Regions from separate parts of the Rattus norvegicus genome. Here region 1 is linked to region 2. A link is a contact called in public Hi-C data. All regions are on one chromosome and are shown on one strand. The core of a region is the stretch at or near the end of the contact, and the rest is flanking DNA. Distances in the headings are between cores, read along the strand shown. Region 1 holds the start of Incenp (inner centromere protein). Region 2 overlaps Asrgl1 (asparaginase and isoaspartyl peptidase 1).

The links. Hi-C and Micro-C count contacts between places; a contact is called where the count stands out from the background.
Region 1: a Hi-C map of the A7r5 cell line shows a contact between it and region 2, with 2.8 times the contacts expected there. The contact joins the promoter of Incenp here to the enhancer-like site in region 2. A contact is called at or near these places in 2 of 12 Hi-C or Micro-C datasets (the A7r5 cell line and Schwann cells).

What each region holds. Positions count from the first base shown.
Region 1 is chr1:215,972,540-215,976,906 of GRCr8, forward strand. It overlaps Incenp (inner centromere protein), which reads right to left and starts at 2,087. Exons shown (of 18, transcript NM_001106335.1): 1 at 1,957-2,087.
Region 2 is chr1:215,447,012-215,451,738 of GRCr8, forward strand. The region is part of intron 2 of Asrgl1 (asparaginase and isoaspartyl peptidase 1); the gene reads right to left. Among named protein-coding and RNA genes, the nearest start is that of Asrgl1, 6.8 kb to the right of the region's middle. Within about 2 kb of position 1,815, at least 25 of the 93 cell types and tissues checked have an H3K27ac peak or open chromatin away from gene starts, as enhancers often do. A contact at or near this core is called in the A7r5 cell line and Schwann cells, where this site is marked.

The DNA of each region.
Region 1 (4,367 bases), core at 837-3,336, 530 kb after region 2:
TGCCTTATGACCTGGCTATACAATCCTAAGAAAAGTGGAAGTATTCTGTTACTGTCATAACAGGGGCCCGATAAGCAGCACCCCAAGTGGTAAACGCATGAAACAACAAGAGTGGGTGACAGCTAGGAGCAGGGACAGTGAGCCCCCTCCGTGACTACACTTTCAAAAGCAAGAAGCATGAATGTATACTTCAGCCTCTCACCTACAGAGAAGGGTCAGGGAAGACAGGGCCAGACTACTGGTCCTCTTGGAACTTAATGCCATGATATTTTGTGACTCTAGGATCTTCCTTGACGTTCTTCAGCCTGATTTATGCGGCACACTACCCATTTGTCCTTCAAACAAGTGCTGGCCTCTAGGAACTCTGTCTCCCATTTTGTGCAGCTTCCTCACTTAGCTTTCAGATCCTTAAGGAGGATCAGACCTCTAATCCAAGCCAAGATCTCACACACAGATTCCGGTTATGGGCATAGCAAATGTGTGATTGCTTGTTTGCTTCCTGCTGGTCTCTACCCACTAAACACTGCTCTCTGAGCGTGAGCCTTGTGACTTGCCCATCAACAAAAAAGTCTGGCATTTGTGGAATGAATTCATCCATCCATCAACTAATCCTAACCCCCATCATCACACGCAGGGACACTCAGTGAGAGCAGCTCACTAGGCACAGGTTAGAACAGGCCAATACACACCCTGCTCAAACTGCCAAAGGCAGCGCTAACTGGGGCAAAATCAAATGGATAAGAACACTGAGGCTTTCGGGAAAAGCATTAACTGTGCAGCCAGCTGATCATGGGCATGGCCCTTGCACTGAGTCTCCCTATCCCCCTGTACCAGAAAACAGCCCTGGCAAAGTCCAAGACCCCAGTTCAAGGCCAGCAAAGAGAAAACAGTTCAAGGACCCCAAAGACTTGCAGAGGAGCAACAGAAAGTAGTCAATGGGAAATTTTACAAAATGTTTGTTCAAGCTACAATCTCAGTAAGTGCTTCTTTCACCAAGTTCAAAACCACACTTCTTCCATGGGGAAATGTGCTTTCTAGCAAGCCCTCGCTGAAAAGTTAGAAGAGGTGACTCTGAGAAAGGAAGGTGTAACAAGAATCAGACTCCTGGGTAGCTTCACCTTCAGTCCATGAAATAACCAAATGCCACCCCGGGAGAAGGAAGGTCACTTCCTCTCCACAAACACTTCTTCCGTGCCATTCACCAGATAAGCACCGCCACTGCCATCTCCTTTAGGGGTGCAGAAAATTAACTAAGCACCTCTCCTCACACACCTCCAAGCAGTAAGATCGATCGCTAAAGCCGCTCTCCCATTCAGAGGCCTACTCCATGCCAAGAACCCTCTCATTTATTTCTTGCTACATACTCCAAGATAACCATGCACACACAAGACACCCATGCACATACAAATCTTGGTCAAAGTCACAAAGTAAATCAGAGGACGGAGCCTGGATTTAAAATGCTTTCAACTACTATCCTCAGGCTTCCAGGACAATAGCTCCAAGCTCTGAATGACACAATCCCAACACTGGGCAGCAGGAAACTGGATTTAACTGCGCTGCTGACAAGAGCCTACGCTTAAGGGAATGACAAAATAAGTAGCAGGACCGGCCTCCGGATCTGGGACAGTTTTTAAATGCTGCTCAGCTGGGATGCAAGAAGCTGAGCAGCCGTTGCCATAAAGAGACTCAAGACTGGATCTACAGAGCAGCCCAGGCTCTGCACAGGTGTTAGGCCCGCCCGGCGTGGGGCAGAGAACTGACCATTCTCGGGATCCCGGGACCCAAGTGCAAGGACTTGGAGTTCATCTCCAAGCCCAGAACTATTGGAAGTGATCCCCACACCACAGGCAACGAGGGACGAATGTGACTCCCCTGGCCTACCCTGGGAAGAGAAGCGGCCGAGACCAATTGACGAGCACCACGACCCTGCGACACCGGCCGCCCGCGCTCACTCACCCGGCGGCGCCACGTCTGCCCGGACCACTCCGATTCCAGTCCGCGGCTTCCTCAGATAAAGCTTCCCGCCAAGCCAAGCCCGCAGGACTCCCGGTACAGCGAGCTCGCCGCAGGCGAGAACCAACCGGGAAATGAGCGCGGGCGAATCTACGATTTTCAAAATTGTGGCTCAACCAATTCCCCTTAAGTTTGTCTGGGCGGTTACAAAACTCCAAACCAATCACGTAACAGGACGTACGAGTCCGTTTATCTGTTGGCTCTTACTACTGTCAATCTGTGGGACTAGGAGGCGGGGAGAAGAACGTAGAGGCTTTTAACACGCCCCAACTTCCGGAAGCCGCGGCAATCTACGGGTTGAGGAAGTGGTTGTGTGGTCTCGGAGGGAGCGGAGCTCCGAATTACAAGTCCCAGCGTGCACTGCGAAGGCAGGCTTCTGGTGGGAGGACGCCCATTTCTCTTCGAGCTAGCGGCTTCGCTAGTTTCAAGTCCAGCGTGGTTCTGCGTTCGGAATGACAGCTTTGCGACCCTGCTACTTTTCAGTAGTAAAAAGAAACACATTGCAAATCTCACAGAGCCTTCCCTCCAAGAGCAGTCAGGCATATAACTATAGAATGTGTCCTTAGAACTGCGATTGTCACCCGGAAGTGTTTGCTACGTACTCTCCAGATTGGACAGAGAGTTTTTCTGGCCAAATATAAACGTAAAGTCTTGAGTTTAAAGTGTGTCACCACCACCTGTAAAATAAGACACCTCAATTTCCAAATATTTACACCTCTACCTTCTTTACAGAATCATTCTCAGTTGCCAAGAGGTGGGAGAAACTATAAATATCCCTGAACAGGTGAAGAAGGGTTTTTATTTATTTTTAAATTGTCCTTCCTTTTTATGAAAATAGATCTCTTTACTCACATAATATATCCTGATTACAGTGTCTCCTCCCTCTGCTCCCAGTTCCGACCTCCCCTTCCATCTGGATCCACTCTCTTTCAAAACAGGCTTCTAAGGGATAATAATAATAAAACAAGATATAAAATATAAGATAACACAAAACCTATCATATTTGAATTGGATTTTTTTAAAAAAGAGCCCAAGAGAAGGCACAAGAATCAGAGACCCACTTGTTTGAACACTCGGAAATTCCATAAAAACACTGGAAGTCATAATATATATTCAAGAGCCTGATGCAGACCTGTGCAAACTCTGTGCATGCACCCTCTGTCTCTGAGTTCATATGAGCTTTGATCCTGTGACCTCCATTCTCTCTGGCTCTCACACTCTTCCACAGGGTTTCCTGAACCGTGACAGGAGAGACTTGATGGAGAAATCCCAATTAGAACTGAGTATTCTGAAGTCTCTCACTCTGCATAATGTCTGGCTGTGGGTCTCTGTACTTGTTCCTATCTGCTGCAGGAGGAAGCTTCTCTGGTGATGGTTGAGCAAGGCACTGCTCTGTGAGTGTAGCAGAATGTCATTAGGAGTCGTTTTATTGCTATGCTCCTGGAGTAGGACAGTGGTATTTAGTTTAACCCTAGGTCCCTGAGAGCTATCTAGTCTCTCAGATTGTTGGTCACTCAAGCAGGATTCAATCTCATGGAGTGGGCCTTAACTCAAATCAGATATTGGTTGGTTACTGCCACAGGTTTGTGCCACTATTGCCCCAACACATCCTGCAGGCAGGACATCACTGTAGATCAAAGGAGAGTAAAGCCCATTACCCAAATTCCGTAGTTGAATTAAGCAAGCTTTATTTTCTGTCATACAGGGCTGTCTTCCTAAAGCAGGGTTTGGAAGAACAGCATCAAATACAAGAGAAGATGGTATTTAAATAGCCCAAGAACTACAAAACTAGGGAGGTTTCAAGGGTTGGGGGATTTTCAGAGGATCGTATGGGGTGGAGGTCAGGGAATAGGGTGTGGAACATGCAAATTCCCAAAAACAGGGTCAAGACATGGTCAAACCCAAATTTTATAGAAATAAGGAATCAACTTAGTTTGACCTTATAACAAGATAGCTTCTAATCCATTTGGGGGCAGGAGGGAGCATTCTCTGAGACAATGTTTCTCTGTGTATTGTTGGCTGTCCTGGAACTTGCTCTGTAGACCAGGCTGGTCTTGAACTCAGAGATCCACCGGTCTTTGCCTCCCAAGTGCTGGGATTAAAGACATGTGTCTTAGTTCAGGTTTTACAGCTGTGAACAGACACCATAACCAAGGCAAGACAACATTTAATTGGGGCTGACTTACAGGTTCAGAGGTCCAGTCCAGTATCATCAAGGCCAGAGCATGGCAGCATCCAGGCTGGTATGATGCAGGCAGAGCTGAGAGTTCTACATCTTCATCTGGAGGCTGCTAGTGGAAGACTGACTTCTAGGCAGCTAGAGTGAGGTTCTTAAGCCCACAACCAAAGTGACA
Region 2 (4,727 bases), core at 565-3,064:
TTTGTCAAGAATATATTAACTCATGAAACTTTGTAGTAAGGGGAAAACACTTAAAAATGATAAAACACGTTTAGCAGATACACCAGCAGTTCGTTCCTATCAGAAACTGGTAAATATGTTCCCCAAAGTTTACTGGCTGCTCTGACAGGCACGTGGGATGCTGTGTGGTGAGACCAGGTCCTGAATCTGTAGGACTAACCAGTCTGAGCTCTCAAATGACTGGTGGCCTGTTGTCCCGTCAGCTACCTGCAGGCTTGCTAAAGTTAAAAGCCTGTATGCTGGTAACATACTCCCAGCTGTTATGCTATCACATCAAAACCAGCTAGATATCATGTGACATTCCAGGTGTCCTGGGCATCATTCTAATCTTCTGATGATAGAAACATACACCCACAGGAGTCACGGCAGATGGAACTATGTCCAAATTAGGAAGACAAGAAGTGGCAGCCTGGTTCATGAAGATCTCTCTTCTCTGTGAAAAGTTATAATGACAGCATGCATTGCCCCATACCCTAGCCTGGCCTTAATAAAAGCCCACTGGAATTTTTCCTCAGGAAGAACCACGCCTCTAGAGCATGAAATGTCTTTCTACACTCACTGGTCATTCAATACCCCATAACTGTTTGCTTATTTGCACGTGGCACCAAGCAAGAAAGGAACCTGCAGACTCAGTGGCAGGATTTTATTTCAGTCTTGGCAGATAAGTGTCAGAATGGACAAAGCCTTGCACTGGTACCCTCTTGCCTGGCTGATCTGCTTGTTGTTGCTTTGTTTTATTTTGAGACAAGGTCTCTCTACATAACACTAGATGTCCTGGAACTCACTGTGTAGACTAGACTGGCCTCCGATCCACAGAGATCCACCTGCCTCTGCCTCCTGAACGCTGGGCTTAAAGGTGTGCATCACTGTGCCTGGCTTAGCCCATCATTACCAGTCTTTGTTATTTACTTTATAAAAAACGAAGAATTTCCATGAATTTTTTTGGCCATCAGAAAAATGACTGATGCCTGAATAGGAAGCCCAGTTTGTAGCCACATTGGGTAGAAGTATGAATAACACAGGAACTCATATTGGTGATTCATGTCTGCAGTAGGGGGGAGTCTTGTAAAATTGAGCCTTTAATATGTGCTGAGTGTATACAGACCCCAGGTGGGCCAGTGGTTCTCAGCCTTCTAATGCTGTGACCTTCTAACCTCATGTTTTGGTGACCTCTCACCATAAATTATTTCACTGCTACATCATAACTAATTTTGCTACTGTTATGAATCTTAATATAAATGTCTGGTATGTAGGATATCTGATATGTGACCTCTGAGATTGAGAACCACTGAGGTAGAGTCGTAGTTGATTATAGGACATGTGATTGAGGCCCAGAGTGTTAGAGAATTAGTGATATTAAATCCCGCTTTATGCCACATGGTGAGGGCAGATGGAAGACGTGGCCTGCCTGCCACCACACCATGAGGCACAAAGGGACTGGAGAGAGCCACTGCAATGTACAAGTATGTGATGGAGAGATGAGAGATGAGAGATGAGAGATGAGAGATGAGAGAGAGGGAGAGGGAGGGAGAGAGAGAGAGAGAGAGAGAGAGAGAGAGAGAGAGAGAGAGAGAGAGAGAGAGAGCTGAACAGTTTAAGCATTATGAAGAGAGGTGGTGCTGACTCAAGGGTAGAGGGGAAGAGCTTGATGTGAGTCCTCTGCTACCTGAGGCTACAGTGAAGTCTTGGCCTATCTGCTGTGAGGGCCATGTCTGGATCTGTAGCCAGGCAGCAAAAGGCTTCTGTGCCAAAGTCTGTGACTCATATTATCACCACAGGCTGTGTGGACATTCTTGGTCTGGGCTGCTACATGGGACCATGTTGATGTTTAAGGGCTATGCAGAGTCGGCCCTAACCCTAACTGGCTGTGGCACTTGGGAGAGCTGGTCCTGTACCTTACACTGGGCAGCAGCACTGGCCCTGGTCGGAGGAGGGTAGGCCTGGGAGTGGGGAGTGGGGAGCAGGAGAGCTGGCCCTGCCCCTTGCTAGCTTTGGCACTGGGTGACCTAGTTGGGGCAGTGCTGGAGAGCTCACTCTGGTGCTGTGGGTGCAGGACAGCTGGCAGGCTGACCAACCCAGCTACCACCCAGGCCCAGATCCAGGGCTTTGAGTCCATCCACTCCAAAGTCTACCACGTTTATGATCTACTGGAGCCTGTGAGAGGGGAGGTCCTGCAGATCCAAAGCTTCAGGCTCTCCATGACACAGGGCAACAACAGGAATTCCTCTGAGAGGAATCTGAGAAGCCAGAGGCCTTGAACCAGACCAATGACTCACTGTAATGAACATTTGCAAGTGAAGATGTTTGGGGCACACTGTGACACACTATAGCTTCTACAATGAGATGATCTCTTTCATTTTATTTTTTATTTTATTTCATTTTTGTCTTTTATTTTCTTTTTGGGGGGAGGTTGCAAGGGCAGAGGGTAGATGTGAAAGAACAGGAAGATGAGTAGAATTGGGGTACATGATGTGAAATTCACAAAGAATCAATAAAAAGTTAAAAAACAAAAGAAAAACAAAACAACAAAAGAAAAAAACAAAACAAAACAAAACAAAACAAATCCTGCTTCAGTTTGGAGAGATGGCTCTGTGGTTAAGAGCACTGGCTACTCTAGCAAAACATCCAGGTTTAATTTTTAACATTCTTATGGTGCTGCCCACTGTCTATAAACTTCATTCCTAGGTGGTGCAACACCTTCTTCTCACCTCTGAGGGCACCAGGCATGCATGAAGTGCACAAATATACACGCAGGGAAACACTCATACACATAAAGTACAAATAAAAACCACAGAAAAAACCAAACCAACCAACCAACCAACCAAAATACCAAAACTTTGCTACATATTGGGGGAGGGGAGGCAGAGTGTTCCATAAATGTAGAAAGGGAAAGTTTTTCCAATATATTTTTCCAATGATATGTACACAACATTGAAACTTGATACACATTTTGAAGCACACAAAATTTTATTCATGACCAAAATCTATCTAAAATTTTAAAAGATAACCAAAAAGAAAATGTTTAGGCATTTATTCTTTAAGCTATGACAGAAAATACATTTTTTTTTTGGTTCTTTTTTCCGGAGCTGGGGACCGAACCCAGGGCCTTGCGCTTCCTAGGCAAGTGCTCTACCACTGAGCTAAATCCCCAACCCCCGAAAATGCATTTTTTAAAAAAAGATTTATTTTATATATATATATATATATATATATATATATATATATATATATATATATATATATATATATATCGTTCTGCCTGCATGTATACCTGCAGGCCAGAAGAGGGCACCAGATCTCATTACAGATGGTTATGAGCTAACATGTAGTTGCTGGGAATTGAACTCAGGAACTTTGGAAGAGCAGACAGTACTCTTTACCTCTGAGCCATCTCTTCAGCCTGAAAATGCATTTGTTACAACAACAAAAATGGATACATTGTGTTTCTATACAATCAAGAACAAGCGCCTGATGGAGTAAGAATTCTCACATCACTGAGTGGAAGAGAGACCACAACACTGGTGGACTGAAGCCAGGATGGATCCTGAAAGGCTATATGCTCTCAGGTTCAGATTTTATTTTCATTTTAAACTATAAAAACCACAATAAAAAAGTAATGGAAAAAAAGGCCACAGGCTAAGTGAGATTTTACAGAGGGAAGTATGGCAGCCAGCAGGTTGTTAAGGGCAACGACACATTGTTTCAGCTAATTCTCCAGGTCATTCTGTTCCAGGCAACAAGTGAAGTCATGCTTGGCAAACCGCAGTTCAGGCGGTGCTGTAAGCGAACCACTAAATAAACCAACGTATCACTATCTAATAACTAGTCTCTCTACTTTACTCAACCTCACGTTCTTAGAAAGACACTCACAAGGAACAGAGGAGATAAGGCAGAGTTGGGAGGAGCCATTTTCGCTGATCACATTCATATGTTTGACAAAAAATTTTTATCTTGAATATAAAAAGAATCCCCAGAACTCTTCAGAAGTTCAGAAAAATAATCTAACAAGAATAGACGAAGGGCTTGGTTGACTAGATACTCTCCCCTGCCCTCCAACAAGTGTTTAACATCATTAATGGTTTTGGGAAATGCAGACTAGCACTACATCACAGGTCTACTTTGATTATTAGGCCGGCTAAAGTAAAAGATAAAACAAAACAAACAAAACCCATCAGTGTGTTTGTGTGCTCCAGGACATGGGAGAAGGATTCACAATCACAAAGTCTGGAAGTTCCTAATATACTTAAGTTAAATATGCTCTTGTCATACGAGACCTCAACCTTTATTGAATGCCTGAGAAGTAAAACTTGCATTCAAGTAAAAAAAAAACAAGACAAAACCAAAACTCTACTTGTGTTTACAGAGATTTAATGCATTGCCGGGTGGCCTGTGCTCAGCTGGTGAATGGCCTGCTGTCAGTGGTGGGACATCTACTGGGAGGGCCCGGCTTTTGACTCTGTATTACAACACTGTCGTCTCCGAAGTTCACACTCAAGAGCCACACAATTTGAGTTAAAAAAATTTGTGAAAATACAGGTTTTAAATAAGTTTGTTGGGCTCCCTCTGTCTGTGCTATTGGAATACTGTTAGCTCTCAAAGGGTACAGTTATTGACCCCATGTAAGCAGAGCCCACATGGAACAATCGAAAGGTTAGTAGATCATAAGGTTCCATTGTGACAATGGCAAA